Regions from separate parts of the Callithrix jacchus genome. Here region 2 is linked to region 1. Evidence: chromatin contacts called from public Hi-C data. All regions are on one chromosome and are shown on one strand. The core of a region is the stretch at or near the end of the contact, and the rest is flanking DNA. Distances in the headings are between cores, read along the strand shown.

Evidence for each region. A called contact is a pair of places that touch in the nucleus more often than the background predicts.
Region 2: a contact with region 1 is called in a Hi-C map of skeletal muscle, with 16 times the contacts expected there. The contact joins two enhancer-like sites. A contact is called at or near these places in 2 of 3 Hi-C or Micro-C datasets (induced pluripotent stem cells and skeletal muscle).

What each region holds. Positions count from the first base shown.
Region 1 is chr3:139,340,874-139,348,814 of calJac240_pri, forward strand. No RefSeq gene overlaps it. Among named protein-coding and RNA genes, the nearest start is that of IGFBP7, 320 kb to the right of the region's middle. Within about 2 kb of position 5,143, at least 5 of the 16 cell types and tissues checked have an H3K27ac peak or open chromatin away from gene starts, as enhancers often do.
Region 2 is chr3:139,612,638-139,620,578 of calJac240_pri, forward strand. No RefSeq gene overlaps it. Among named protein-coding and RNA genes, the nearest start is that of IGFBP7, 51 kb to the right of the region's middle. Within about 2 kb of position 5,269, at least 9 of the 16 cell types and tissues checked have an H3K27ac peak or open chromatin away from gene starts, as enhancers often do.

The DNA.
Region 1 (7,941 bases), core at 3,893-6,392:
GGGATTGCACACACACAAAGCCCATTGGTCAAATGCCTTTTGCATCTGCCAGATATCACTGCCCCTTCTGCTAGGCATGGATCCTGAAGAGACAGCTGCCAGGTCTACTGGTGGCTTCCGTATCTGCCCAGTACTGCCACCGTTGCTGGACACTAGATGTTCGTTGCGTGCTGCCACATAGGCTGGGCATCATCACTGTTGCTAGGCTCCGTTGCATTTCTTTCTGACTCCAGTTGTTCTTCAGCTAGTGTTGCTGCTCCTCCTGCATTTTTTGCATTATTTAAGTACTAGCAGAGATTGTAGGAAGAAAATCTCTCTCTCTCTCCACTTGGGGCAACTGTACCTTTTCAGCAGGTCATCGAAACGGGAGTGCTTGTGCCTCTCATTTCTTAAGAAAACATCAGGCCAGGTGCAGTGGTTCACACCTGTAATCCTGGCACTTTGGGAGGCTGAGGCAGGTGGATCACGAAGTCAGGAGTGTGAGACCAGCCTGGCCAACATGGTGAAACCCCATCTCTACTAAAAATACAAAAACTAGCTGGGAGTGGTGGTACACACCTGTAGTCCCAGCTACTCGGGAGGCTGAGGCAAGAGAATCACTTGAACCCATGAGGCAAAGGTTGCGAGCTGAGGTTGTACAATTGCACTCCAGCCTTGGCAATAAAATAGAAACTCCATCTCAATAGATGTCTAGATAGATGATAGATAGATAGATAGATAGATAGATAGATAGATAAATTTGGATTTGTTTTATATTCAGTCTTTCCTTTTTTCAGGAATGAATGAAATGAGGGTGAGATCAGGGATATATTTGAAGCTTTACACTATACAAATAATTGACCTTCCTTCTGGACCCTAGGGCTTCCCACTGGACCAGCCTACAAGCTATTGTACAATGTAAAAGACTTTTTGAGAGCGACATACTTGCTATATTAATTTTTATAAAAGCTTTTTCTCTGTTACGTCTGTGTCTAGAGTCAGGATAGAAAATATGTTAGTACCTGTTACATTTATCTAATGTCACTATACTTCACGTTGTAAACATTAATACCTTTAGGGTCAGGGAAAAATGTTAAGGAGAGTGTGATAAAGCCAGAACCTGGAATAATATAAGAAGTAGACTCTGAGACCAAAAAGATGTGGGTTTTATCCCATCTCCAAGTACCTTCTGGTCAGTTACTTCGCCTTACCTTTCTTATCTATAAAACTGAAAGGATAATAACGCGCTTGGAAATCCAAGAATGGAGTTATTGCACATAATGCCTGGTACATAGCAGGTGCCCAATAGATGGTCACTGTTGTTTTTTCATTACCGTCACTTTGCAATTTTCTTTGGATATGGACTTTGAGGTCTCGAGGTCATGAAAAGTGTCCGGCAGCTGAAAGAATAGTGCTGCTCCATCAAAAACGATGAGTTCGTGTCCTTTGTAAGGACATGGATGAAGCTGGAGAACATCATTCTCAACAAACTGACACAAGAACAGAAAATGAAATATCGCATGTTCTCACTCATAGGCGGGTGTTGAACAATGAGAACACATGGACACAGGGAGGGGAGCACTACACACTGGGGTCTGTTGGGGGGGAATACAGGAGGGACAGTGGGGAGTGGGGAGTTGGTGAGAGAGAGCATGGGGAGAAATGCCAGATATAGGTGAAGGCGAGGAAGGCAGCAAATCACACTGCCATGTGTGTACCTATGCAACTATCTTGCATGTTCTTCATGACATGTACCCCAAAACCTAAAATGCAATTTTAAAAAGAGGAGAAAAAAAGAATAGCGCTGCTCCATAATTACTTTTTGCGTGTCTCCTATATTTAACTCGGTACCAGCTCAGAGAAATACGATGAGGAACAAGAGCAAAAAAGTTTCCACTCTTAGGGCCTACACTCTAAGTGAGAAGATATAAAATAAAGAAGCAAGGAATAGTATTACAAATGCCATTAGTACTCTGAAATAAGTGTATGAAAGATGTTAGGAATAAAGAGCGTGCAATCAATAAAGAGTTTTAGGGAAAAGAGTGAAATGACGTAACAGATCACTGAGATGGTGTGTGGAAAATAAAAGGTTGTAAGTGTGAAAGTCAGCAAGTGAAAGTCATTCTCTGCCGCAGGAGAGTGACATAAGCTGGCCTTGCTTGACTTCAAAATAGTTTTCAGTGTAATCAATTCACCATTTCTGTGTGGAGAATGTCTGTTGTTCAGAGTCTCTGGGGGCTAAAGGTTCTTTATGATAACTGGTAAGTCAGTGAAACAGCTCCCAACTCCAACTTGGATCATGGGGTAATGCAGCAGAAGACTCCAAAAGACACAGATGAAAGAAGATTGCGCCAAATTTAGAATAAAGAGATTTAGAAGGCTGTTGGTCAGCTTGAGACACAGATTTCAGATGGCACAGGAGGAGGCAGCAAGCAGTGTTCGACAGGTCTTCATGTAAGGAAGTAGCCAGGACCTGCTCTTACCTGAAAGCTGAGCTCTGCCATTTGATTTCTGTTAGTCCATGTAAGTCTCTCCATCCCCGAGGCAATGTGACACAGTCTGAGAAGGCTCCCACTCTCTATGAGCTGGGTTTTTGCAAGAGATGCAGCAGAGAGAAAAAACTACGTTAGACCTGTGCACATGTTTATGTGTGTGTAACATATATATGACCATTTTAATTTATTTATGAGTCATTTTCCTATAATATAAATTTCTTGCAAAAAAAATGATGTTATAGCCTGATCGAGTTCCTACAAAATCACAAGCAAGAACTAGTGACATGTACTTGACACAACGTGAAGTCTTGTGCTCTGTGCTCTCTGCAGGGAGAGATGAGATGCTTCTTCAGACGCTGATCAAAATTCCCTGCCTCCCTCAGGGTAGCTGAGCCTTTGAACGTAGGAGCACTGCGCCATCTGGTGGGCAGATGTACTGCATCAGCGTTCATTAGCAGAGGCTCTTACACACGCGAGCGCGCGCGCGCGCGCGCACACACACACACGTTTCAAGGAAGACTTGAGAACAAATCCTGAAGCTGAGCTGACAACTACAAAGTATCAAAGATATTCTCTGGTAAGTTTCGCAAGAGATTAATTTATAAATGAAAAGGACTGAAATGTGGTACCACTGTAAATCTTTAATTTTTCAGTTGGATATATAATATCTGATAGTTAAAGGGTGTGTACCCTGTGCCAGGTAGGTGCTAGTCTATGTACTTTACATGCATTAACGTAAGTCATCCTCACAACAACCCTATAAGATAGGCACTATTTCCATCCCATTTTACAGGCCAGGAAACTGAAACCCAGAGGGTCAGTAACTTGCCCAAAGTTGTACGAGCTGGTGGGTGGCAGAGCAAGAGTATAACGATAATCTTGAGCTCTTAGGCACTAGGCTAGGCTGTTTCTCCGATATACACAATGTAGCACAGTGAGATTAGATGTCATTAGGAAAGAGGTCAGAAGACAAGATTTTGCAAAGCACATTCCAAAAGCTTCACAACGTTTCTGGTTTCAAATAGCTTCCCCAAGCAAAAGAATACAAAACTCTGAGCTTCCTATAAGGCAGAACCTTTACAAAAAGCAAGTTTTTTAAAACGCTTTACAAAAGAGCACCCTTTTTAGAAGCACCGAATTTGAAACTAAAGGTCAAGATACCTTGAAGATCATAATTGTGGTAGTTAATTTTTTGTGTTGACTTAGTGGGCCACGAAATTCTCAAATACTTGGTCAAACATTATTCTAAGTATCTAAGGGTGCTTCTAGATAAAATTAATATCTGAATTGAAAGACTGAGTAAAGCAGATTGCATTCCTAAATATGGTAGGCCTCATCCAATAGGTCGAAATACTGCATAGAACGCAAAGACTCACCTTTCCCTGAGTATCAGTCTTTTCCTGTCTTCAGATCCAAACTGAAAATTGGCTCTTCTTGGGTCTCCAATTTGCCAACTGCATGTCTTAGAACATTCTATTGGTTGGCTCTGCTTCTCTAGAAAACCCTTACTAATGCGATGCTCATTATGTCACCATTACATTATCATCATGATCACTGTGGTCACCCTCAACACCACCACCATCATCCTCACTACCACTCACTGAATGTGCTCTGAGACTGTGTGGGTAAAAGCCCTCATTTTATGGATGAGTAAACTGAGGTTCAGTGAGCTTGGGACATGTACTCAACACCTCACCAACAGTCCATGGTACAGCTGAGACCGTACTTATGCACAGCCCAGTGCATTTTTCTCTATACCAAGTGGCATCTCCCACTAAATGAAACAGTCATCAACAGCTAACATTTGGAAGGGTGATGGCTTGTTTTCCATCTTCAGATATCTTATTAACTCTAATTTTCTCCAAAGGTGTTTTGTCATTCCTTTGAAAGCCATTATCTTGTTTCTTTTTTAGGGTGACCTGTTGTCATTTTAGCTTGGTTACTTTTGAGGCAATTTAATCCGATTTTTGCCAGGAGCCAGTTATTCGTCTTACATCTATTTGATCGTTCAGCAACTAACAGGCGTTTTCCACAGCTGCAGATACAAAAGAGACAAGAAAAAGTATGGCTCACCTTACATACCCTAATTCATCTGAGCTGAGCATGATTCAGCTAGGCATGTTATATTGCATTTGGAAAATATGTATGTCTTCAGACTTTTTTCACTCTCTGTATGGGAGAGGGCTGGAAAGTCAGGCACCAGAAGGATAAACTTATACGCAAGGCTGCTGCAGCCTGCATAAAAGTGTGCTAATAGACCTGTGTTGCAAAGGACAAGAGGGGGAGGGACATCAGCCCAGCACACCCCCCCTTGACAACTTCCAAAGAAAAATAGACTGTAATTATCAGAAATCCAATTGCTCTATTAAAATATATGAAATAACTGCATACATTGTGAAATTGAAGTCGTGAGGTTTTTTAAAATAAAAGTAAAAAAATATTTGTATCTGGAATGAACATTAAAACCTACCAAGATCTATCTAGGTAAACTGTTCCCTTCCCACCCCTAAGCCCCAATATGTTAATCAGATGTGCAGTCCCAGAGTCAGGACCTCTTGGCCCATGGTGAGTTTACCTCAGACACACTCCTTTGAAGAGATAAGCTATCTAAGGAGAGAAGAGAACTTGCTGGAAATAGCCAGAAAAATAAGAGTAGATTGTAGCCTCTCTGCCAGGAAGTACACTTTTTCCCCAGCCATTTGCAGGAAGAGCTAGAGAAGTAGCTTGCTATGCCGTTACAAGTCATTCTCTCTCCTGAGCTACGCCAGCCCATGCTCCTTTTTCATTCCAATTGCTGCATTTCTAGAGGATCATACTGCCATTTTTCTCTTCTCTGTCTTAACACCAATCGCACTTCTGGGCTTCTGTCCCCACTGCTGATGGTGTTAATCTCCATGGGAACCAATGTGACTCAGAGGGTCAATGTGTGCTTGGCAAGTCCTGTTACAATCATTGCCAGCATGTTACCAGCAACGGCAGCATAATCCTTGGTGATCACATTTTTGTTTTGTGAATTTTGCTGGTGAGTCATGCAGCTTAAAGGCAACAGCCTCAAAGGAAATCTTAGCTTAGCACTTTGGAGTAAATCCTATCACAGCCACCTTCTATGAAAGCTGCATTCCAGCATCCCCCTTTTCAGAAGTCATGGAGTCGAATATTTGCTCTGGAATTACATTTTCCTGGACTTTTTCTATATCTATTATCCTGGTTTGGGATCGTGCATTTCTGTCTACACACAATGGGAACAATTTAATGGGGATAGCAATGCTCATGGAAATAATGGCTCTCTTTTTCAATAAGATACTCTCATTTTTCTGTTGTTGTTGTGATGGTGGTAGTGATGGTTTTCATTTAATAACATGAAATCTACACTGTGGCCTCCTATAGGATGAATCCAACGAAAGAAGGCTATTTGGTCAACCGAAAGGTGTCTTACAAAGTTTGAGTTGCTAAAGATAAGCTAGAGATCACCAAATCCAACCTCCCACCTGGCACAGATTCTAACAAATGCATCCAGCATCTTTTTAATTAGTGGAAAGCAAAGATAGTCTCCCACTTCTTTCCAAGAGGTGTGCCCTCTAATGTTGGATCACTTAAATTACAATGAGAATCCTTTCTTAGGTTGAGTAAAAATCTGCCCCCTGTAACTTTGATCCATCTATTAGCATTCTGCTCTCTAAGGAATAACAAAACATACTTTCTCTCCTGTACTTCCATTTTATCTCTGCTGGAGTCGTCTATTACCCAATCCTTCCTGCCTCATCATATCAGACTCATCACTTGTTTCTCATGTGTCTGTCTCCTTCACCAAATGGAGCTTCTGGAAGACAAAACACATGTCCCACTCTTTGAATCATGAGTGCTGTGTTTAATGACATACCTTCAAATACTCCATGCTGCTTTGTCTTTCTCCCTTGGTCATTGTATTAGTCCGTTCTCACTCTGCTATGAAGAAATGCCTGAGACTGGATAATTTGTAAAGGAAAGGGAAGAAGCAGGCACATTTTTCACAGGGCAGCAGGACAGAGTAAGTGCAAGCGGAGTAAATTCTAGATGCTTACAAAACAATCAGATCTCATGAGACTCACTATCATGAGCAAAGCATGGGGGAAACTGCCCTCACGATTTGATTACCTTCATCTGGTCCCACTCTTGACACATGGGGATTATGGAGATTACAACTCAAGATGAGATTTTAGGTGGGGACACAGAGCCAAACCATATCAGTCATGCTAGTTCAGGCTAAGAATTTCTAATTCCTTCAACTATTTGTCAACTCAGCAAGCAGATACTGGCCTCTTTTCACCTCCTTTTCCAACAAGAGTACAAATAAGGTGAAAGAAGACAGATTAAAGCATGTAATGTCTCTATGACAAAAACTATGCTTTCAAATATCACACAGTGTGGTGAGTGTAATGAAGTAGTTCAGAAAGTCTACAAAGGATGCTCCAGGTCCTTCAAACAGCCTTGAAATTCTACAGTAAATGAGATTTTTACAACTAGAAGACACTGTAAACACAACCTCGCCCAATCATTACTAAGGGAAATATGGGGACCCAAGAATCAGAGTGAATTGCCCAAGGTCACAGAGCCAGTCACTGGATGAGCTAAAACTAGAAACAGTCACTTCTTTTTCTCTATATCACGTTCTTTACAGCACACCACACTAACTCAAAGGGAATATTATGCCCGGGCATTTTATATGCTCCTGAATAGTTAACTGGTGATTTCAAACATGGGAAGCGTGTTGCTGTATCTTCAGACCTAAATTTTAGCACTGTCTCTCCCACTGATATTTATATGGTACTAAATATTCCAACAGGGTTTTAAGGCTTACAGCTACTGTCCCTGGCAATCTTGGTTTTGATCTCAGAAGAAAGAGATGCTAATATAAAATCCTCAGAATTTTAAAAGACTGACGGAATCTTTCTTATCATGTTTATCTTACATAGCACTTAACACAGTGCCTGGCATATGATAGTCATTTTAAAAATGTTTGCTGACAGAGGAATAATTTTGTAATTATTTATTGATGAATTATCCATGGCAAAATTTCAAATTCAAGTTAAATTTCCCTATCACTTGGCCTATTTCCTATGTCAAGGCCATATCCTCAATAATCAATTGATTATTATTCAAAGAACTTAAACAAATACTAATGTTTATCCAAGCAACATATAATTTGCAATTCTAATAAGCTAAAAATACACATACAAGACAATTCCAACTTGCAGATAGATGACATTCTGACAGAGCATATGCCAACTGAGAATTAGAACCTGAAAGATACATTCTAAAGGAGAAAATGTAACAGGAGGAGGAATATAAAGAAAGAGAAAAGTGACTGGCATAGAATTCCTTTTGTGTTTGTAAAGCACATTGTACAGAGCACGATGGAGTAAAAGAGGAACCTGCTTCTATCTCTGCTTCTCTCTATAACGGCCTCTATTACCTTGAGATAAGCAGA
Region 2 (7,941 bases), core at 4,019-6,518, 270 kb after region 1:
CCAGATCCGCCTGCCAGGGATGGAGTCGTCGTTTGAAACAACTAGGATGGAGCTCAGTACTGCAGGATCTATAGTTCTAATTGTGAAAGCAATACTTATTTGTTGTCAGGAATCTGAACAACAAAACAAAATAAAAAAGAAAACAGTCCACTGGAATCCCACCACCCAAAGGTAAGCATGGATAATATTGTGGTATAGTTCTTACTAGTCGATTTGTTCTTCATGAATATGTAGCAGTATCCCCAATAGACAGAATTTTTAAATTTTTTGTTAGCAAGAAAATCTGCAAGTTAAAAGTTGCCAGCCACTTCCATGTCTAACAAGTCATCCTGGGACACATTTTTTTGTTCTGGAAACTATCACCCAGGAAGTTTCTTTTAGCTTTGCAAATTTAAGGCAGAGGCACCCATCGTTCAGAGGCAGGAAAGTTAGTCATAGGCAATGTTTTTTCTCGGCTCCCCATTTGTTCCCCAGGATACCAAGGCCTAATGTCACCAGGAAGTGTGAAATAGTTGAGTCCATTTGAGAGGGAGCCTAAAGCCTCCTAGGAGAAAACAAACCCACGCTCCCAGGCACTTCTCCTTAGGTTCACTGATCTTCAAACATCTCTGATGAACTCCGCGGGTCTTCTGCAGGAGCCTGGATGACTAAACTGCTGATGTTAGTGGTGAGATGTTTTAGGGATGGCACATTGCCAAGACCAGAACCTTCTACCACAGCAGCCACTGCAGCCCCATGGGCATGGTTTGAGAATCATGTGTATGAGGACAAACTAAGAAGTTGAAACATTGGGAACCCAGGCCATAGCTGGCATAGGACAGTGAGAAGGGGTCTCTTCCCAGCACTGTAGGAACTATCCCCTATTCAGCTGTGACAGCGCAAGACAGTGATAGCTCAAGGCTGTGTGGAAACTGCTTTCACCAGCCCCTGGTGTTAGGAACCAGCAAATGCAGACCACAGTGGACCCATCAAATTTTCCAGGGCTGTCTCCGCAAGAAACTTGGGAATATCACTGATCCTTTAGGGACCAAGGAACCTTAAGTATATCACAGAAAGAGGACCCCACTGGGAAAGAGAGAAGGGCATGTTAATGCTGACGAATCTATGCATGCTACCATCATGGAAATTGCTGAAAGCTGTTGGCTACCCAGCCTTGGGGCCATTCCTGTCTGCGCTGTCACAGCTGGTCAGGGGATGGTTCTCATGGTGCTGGGAAGAGGAGATCAAAGACTCAGTTCACTGGAGACATGTGACCATTTCTTACACTCCAAGTTGAAATAGAAGACATAAGCAATACAAAAATACAAATACACACACTTTGCAACAAAACAGGATTAAACTGCACAATGCAGTATGTTTTTCCCCACTTACTGTTACCTACCAAGCATTTCCTAATGACATTAAACATATTTATAAACATAATACTAACAGGTAATAATAATAGCTAACACTGATGTAGTGGTTAGTTAGTATCTACCTGCAGCAGTGTTATTAACCCTATATGCTAGATAAGAAAACTGAGGCACAAAGAGATTCTATAACTTGTCCAATGACCCACAGCTAGTAAAAGAAGATAGTATTTGAACACAAGTAACCTTCAGTGCTAATGCTCTCATTTTTTTAATACGCAGGTTATTTAAACATTTTCCTACAGTTGCATATTTCATCTTTCCCATGTTTTCACTACTATAAATATGCAGTGATAAACATCCTTATATACGAAACTTTGCAAGTCAATTAAAACTTTTAACCTAAATGTGGAACTTCACATTTATTTAATTCCATCATTTTTAATTTAGACCTGCAAGATTGTCTTGGATCTTGATTCTGCAATTTAAATTTTCCACTTTCCTCCCAGCTTTGTGTCATTCAGATTTAACAGATTAAACAGCTCAACAAACACTTTACCTAAAGCTTGACCTGGACAGGAAAAGATCCAATGGCTTGGCTCCTGTCTCTCTCACTAGCTCATCCCTGTCTTTCTTTGGGGGCCCTGTCACTTAGTCTTCCAGTTCCTCAGTCATACTGTGCTCTTTCAGGCCACAGGGCCTTTGCACATTCTGCTCCTTCTCCTGCAACCCTCTCCTCTCGCCTGGTAAATTTCCAGTAGTACTCTGCATCTTAGCTAAAGCTGAGGCCAGGGGAAGTTCTTCGTTATACGCTTTCACAGAACTGTGTTCTTTTCCTTCCAAATGGGAAATGTATGCACTAGGTCATGAAATTATCTAATTAATAGCTGTCTCTCTCCCTCAATAACAGACAGCAGAAACCATCCTACTTCCTGCCCATGTTATCCCTAGCACCAACACTGTAAAGCTGGCCCTCTGCATCCACAGGTTGAATCCATGGATTCAACCAACTGCTGATAGAGACCCAGTGACACCAAGGGCCAGCTGTATGTACGTATTTTCCATTCATGGTTGGTGAATCTGCCAAAGGGCCAACTGTACTATGCCATTTTATGTAAGGGACTTAAGCATTTGTGGATTTGGTGCCCTGGGTATGGTGGAACCAATCCCTGAGGCTGGAGAGGGCAGACTCTACTGCGCCCTTAGTGACATTTAATGAATGTTTGCTGAATGAATGAATGAATGCAGCATCCTGTGGCTCAGCAGTAGAATACTCCGTGCTGACGGTGAGCACACAGAGATTCATCAGCCCTCCTTGAGGACTGTGCTCCAATCAGGTAAAATGTACAGCCTACCCTGTTCTTCTCTTAGTCCCAGGATATTCTAGAGAGTTTATCAGCTGCAGCTGAGTTCAAGCACTGTGACTGACCTGCTCTGATCTCTTCTCTCCAGGCAACCTCTATTCGGTCTCCAGTTGCCCTTCCAAAGGTAGCTGATTATAAGACTCCCTGATTAAAAGCTTTTGTGGCTTCACAGGGTCCTCAGGATGAAGTCCAAGCACCTAATCTTGACATTCAAGGTCCTTCACATTCTGGCCCTTGCCTCCATTTTCCCTGTCATCTCTGCCACTGACACCCCCAATTCCAACCCCATACACATATGACCAAGATATTCTGCAGCACTAAAAGTCTTCCCATATGCCATGCACCTGTGTTCTTTTGACCCTGTGCTCTCTCTCCCTAGAATGCAAATCTCTCTTCTCTGTCTGACAAACTCCTACTCATCCTTCAAAGTCCCACTCAAAAGTCACCTCCCCTTTGAAGGTCTCCCTGTCTCCTTCCATCAAAGGTGAAATTAATTTTCCCTTCTGCTGTGTTCGTACAGCATTTTGAACTTAAGTCTATGTTAGTGCCTATGCTATCTATCTTCAGGTGCCTGTGTTTCCTGAAGGATGGCAGGCTCCTTGAGGGTAGGCATCTTATCTTCATTCTTCTCACCTCAGCCCTTCCCATAAAATAAGCATCCCATAAATGCTCAGCAGGGCTTGTCCTTTGGTATGATCCCACTCCACCAGTCTAGCGACACTTGCAAAAACATTTGACTTTTGGAGCCATGGCTGACCAGCTGGCTAAGATCCAGCAGTAGGTGGGATGTGGAGACTTTCAGGAAGAAGAGTGGTAAGTTTCACATGCGAATGTGGAATTTAACCTCTCTGCTTCCCCAACCACCACAGCAGCCACTAAACTCCCAACTCAGCCGAGTGGAGCTGCCTGCTAAACCCTGCTTGCTGATCTTGTCAGCAGCCCATCTTCCCTTTCCTTCCTTTTCCTGCTCTCTACCTCTTTATGACTTAGCTACAGCTCTGGACTGGCTCAAGGTGAAAGGGATATCAACAGAATATAGAAAAACACCTTCATAGGCCAAGCATGGTGGCTCACAACTGCAATCCCAGCACTTTGGGAGGCCGAGATGAGAGGATCACTTGAGGTCAGGAGTTCAAGACCGGCCTGAGCAATATGGCAAGGCTGTCACTACCAAAATAAAAATAAAAATTTAATTTAAAAAGTTTTTTGAAAAAAAAAAACCTTCCACAACTAAGAGCAGTGAGGACTGTTGAGTTTCTTGAGGAAACTGTCTGCTCTGTCCTCCTCCTGCCTCAGTCTGCCCCTCAGGCAACTCATCTTTATACACCCCTTGGCCTACAGACTCTTCAGCGCAGCTCTCCATATTTTCACCAGACCATTCTTTTCAACATTCTAGTCCCAAAATCCCGAAAGACTCTGACTGGCACATTGCCTACGCATTTTTGTGGCCTTAAGGTAGGTCTCCTGCTCAGGTTCAATCAGAGGGAGCTGGCAAAGGAGGTTTCGGTCCTGTGGGCTGGCGTGGTTTTCTCAGCAGAGGAGGGGAATGGTGAGGGGCGGCGGGGGGCGGCGGGGGGCAGTTAAATTTGGTGACTGTATCTCTAGGTAAGCACTAAAGAATTTTCTTTTTTTTTTTTTTTTTTTTTTTTTTTGCTTGAAGACGGCTTCAGAGAGAAGCACCAGCTGGCTGGAAGGAAGCAAAGCACTTGTTATTCAAAGCATTGCTAGACAGAAGGCAACCTTGCCTGCCATCCTCAATGGAATAGTAGCTCTTAGACAGGCTGCTTTCTAAGCATTATTTCCAAGCGATCCCTATTGACCTGGCAAAATGAAGAAATGGGTCTGTAGCTCAAAAGATAGACTGGAGATTCAAATGTGGTTGTCATCAAGACAAGGCAGTGAAGAGGATGGCGGTGGGTTTGGGACACACTCTGCAGGGGTGCACAGAGTGAATCTTAGAGGAACAAAGAATCCTGGGACCAGGGACATTTAAAGGATTGGCAAAGGAAGGAAATGCCTGAAAAACAGAAAGGAACAGCCAGAGAGAAAGAGGTTTCGGAACCAGAACCCAGCCAAGGTGGGACAGAGTTTGGAGGAAGGGAGCAAGCGCCAGTTCTATAGATCAATTAAGAAAAAGATGAGGTTCAAGAAGTGTGGGAGCGACCGAAGAAGAGGCCATCGGGAGCACCGTGTTCCCCACAGTCGGAAGAGGCAATGCCGCCCGCCACAGGCGGTTGCGGGTCCCAAGGTCACGCGTAGGACGCGGACCGCAAAGAATAGCCCGCCGCCTTCCCCGCTGGCTCCTGCGCAGCGCGTGACGATGATGCCCTCTGCCGGCGACAGTCGGCATCACACCACACGTGAAGTCCCCCTGCTCTAGGAACCCGAGCGTGAGCGGCTAACAGGCGCGGGGGGCTCTAAAAATAAAGCTCACTGCGCGAAAGGAGTCGGGGAGGACATCACGGCGACGGGGACGTTGATCCTCCTCTGCACTTCTCTTTGGTCACGTTAACCGGACCAATTATCCAAAGCAACGTTATGCCCGGAGCCGCAAAAATCCCTGAATCTTAGCCTATGCTCTGGATTCATACTCGTCGTGACCCGCCAGGTACGGACCATCTGGAGATGGCGGGGCACAGCAGGCAGCAGGGCGGCGCGAGTACCTGAGCCTCACCGCGGAGCCCAGGAAAGGGGGAGAGGGAAAAGGGAGACTCTAGCTGCGAGAGGACGCATTGGCTGCACAATGCTGCCATCTACTGGGCATGTCCGGGAATGCGCTGCTACCGCGCGCTCGTCCGCTGGCCGGAGCCCTAGAAAGCAGGGGCGCCGCGTGCGACTCCACAGCACCGGGCGCTGTCATTGGCGGTGGGTTTTCAGGCACAGCAACACCGGGAATCACCTACTCACGCAGCAGCTCAGGAAAATGAGCAGTTGTTTTGTGTTTTGAGGCCTGGTAATAGGGCCTGAATTTTTTCATCTTAATAAAGAAACTTCTAGAAAGAGAACTACCATGGGCAAATGAAATAAAGTCTCCAATAGGTGTGAAAATAAACATCAGATAAGTCTTTGGGGTCTGGAATGGTGTGGATGGCAGGCTTAGGGTCAATGTCACTCACTTTACAGATCTGTGTGGAGCATGGAAAGAGGATTTGGATCTTCAGTCTGTTGGCTCCTCTGGGCTGTTTCCTCATCTGTAACATGACAGTAAAGTGGGCCTCCAGGAAAAGGATAAAAGTATATGGCATCACTGGATGTGATCAAATGCAAACTCTTGTTCCAAATGAGGGTTGACTAAGCAAGATCTCCCACATCTAGGAGATTTTGGTGTTGAGAGGAGTGGTAGTGTATCTCAATTCTATTTTTTCAGACAGGGTTTTCAATAAAATCTGACTTTTTTTTAAAGCTTCCCCCATGCCATCCCCAGGGATGTTGTGAAGAAGAATTAAATCACTTTCATTAAAAACTCATCTCTGTCCTTGAAGAACAGCTACTAGAGAATGATTAGGGCATATGTGTTTTGGAGTTGTATTTGTTGATAAGTTTAAATGAAATGTCAATCTTATTTTTAGGAGCTAAACAGAACATATGCTAGACATTTTTGCAGTGAGTTCAATTCTCCCAATATTACTGTTAGCAAAAAAAAATTTTAGGCAAATTAAGTTTATTTGAGCAAAAAACAATTCATTAATTTGGCAGCACTCAGAACCAGAAAAGGTTCAGAGAAGCCTGTCCAGAAGTTTGGGCAGAGGTTTTAAAGGCTGAACAGGCAAGCAAAGCAAAGAAGTCACCTGATGGGCCACACTTGGGCATCTGCCTTATTTGGGCATGGTGCAATGAACTGGCTGCTGCGATTGGCTGAATCCTATTAATAGTTGTTTGTGATTGGCTGAAACTCAGCTGTTTGTTATTCTAAGTATTTCATTTCCAGGTGAGGCAATGACAATATTCTAAAATTGATTGTAATGAAGGTTGCACATCTCTGCGAATATATTAAAACACTGAATTATACACTTTAAATGAGAAAATTCCATGGTATATAAATTATATCTCAATAAAGCTGTTATGTCAAAAAAAATGTACACTATAATTTTGAATATAGTCAATACCTGAAATTTCAGGGTCTAATTCACTATCAACTTACAGTGTGACCTCAGGCAAATCTCAACACTGTTGCTGAAACTTGTTCTCTGAAGATACATTGACATAAACAATGTGATTGTTACCTTTCAGAACAGTGCACTGTTCCTTTTTTTGTAATTGAGATGGGGGTCTCACTATGCTGCCCAGGCTGGTCTCAAATTCCTGGGCTCCACTATTCCCTTTTGAGAGGCCCAACAAATAAGTCTAAAGGAGTCTGATGTAGGTCGTTCTTGTAGCTGATGACATTTTTCAAAGATAGCCTTCATAATATCATCCATCCTACATGCTCTTCTGCAACATGGCCTTGCTGCTAGAATCTATTGCTCTCAGCTTGAATCGACGCTGACCTTAGTAACTCAGCTGTCACAAGAGAAACAGAATACACAGCACTGTGTGGCTCCCAAAGCAAGATCAAAGAAGGCTTACAACTTCTGCCTTGCTCCTTTGAAATGCTCACTTTCAGACACCCCTTTCAAGATTCCCCTTCTCACAGCTCAATTGCATTGTTGTAAGATGCCCAAGCCATGGGGTGAGGCTAGGTATAGGTGCTTTGTTCAATGGTCCCAACTGAGCCCAGCCTTTGAGTCATTCCAGCCAGTTATGTGTGAAGAAGCCTCTAGATGATTCGAGGTCCCAACCATTCAAGCCTTCCTACTGAAGACCCAGACATGGTAGAGCAGAGACAGTCACCCACGCATGCACTGCCCAAATTCCTGACCCATAGGATTCATGTACATAATAATATATTACACTCCTAAGTTTAAAATCATATATTGGCCGGGCGCGGTGGCTCAAGCCTGTAATCCCAGCACTTTGGGAGGCCGAGGCGGGTGGATCACGAGGTCAACAGATCGAGACCATCCTGGTCAACATGTTGAAACCCCGTCTCTACTAAAAACTACAAAAAATTAGCTGGGCACGGTGTAATCCCAGCTACTCAGGAGGCTGAGGCAGGAGAATTGCCTGAACCCAGGGGGCGGAGGTTGCCGTGAGCCGAGATTGCGCCATTGCACTCCAGCCTGGGTAACAAGAACGAAACTCCGTCTCAAAAAAAAAAAAAAAAATCATATATTACGCAGTCATAAATA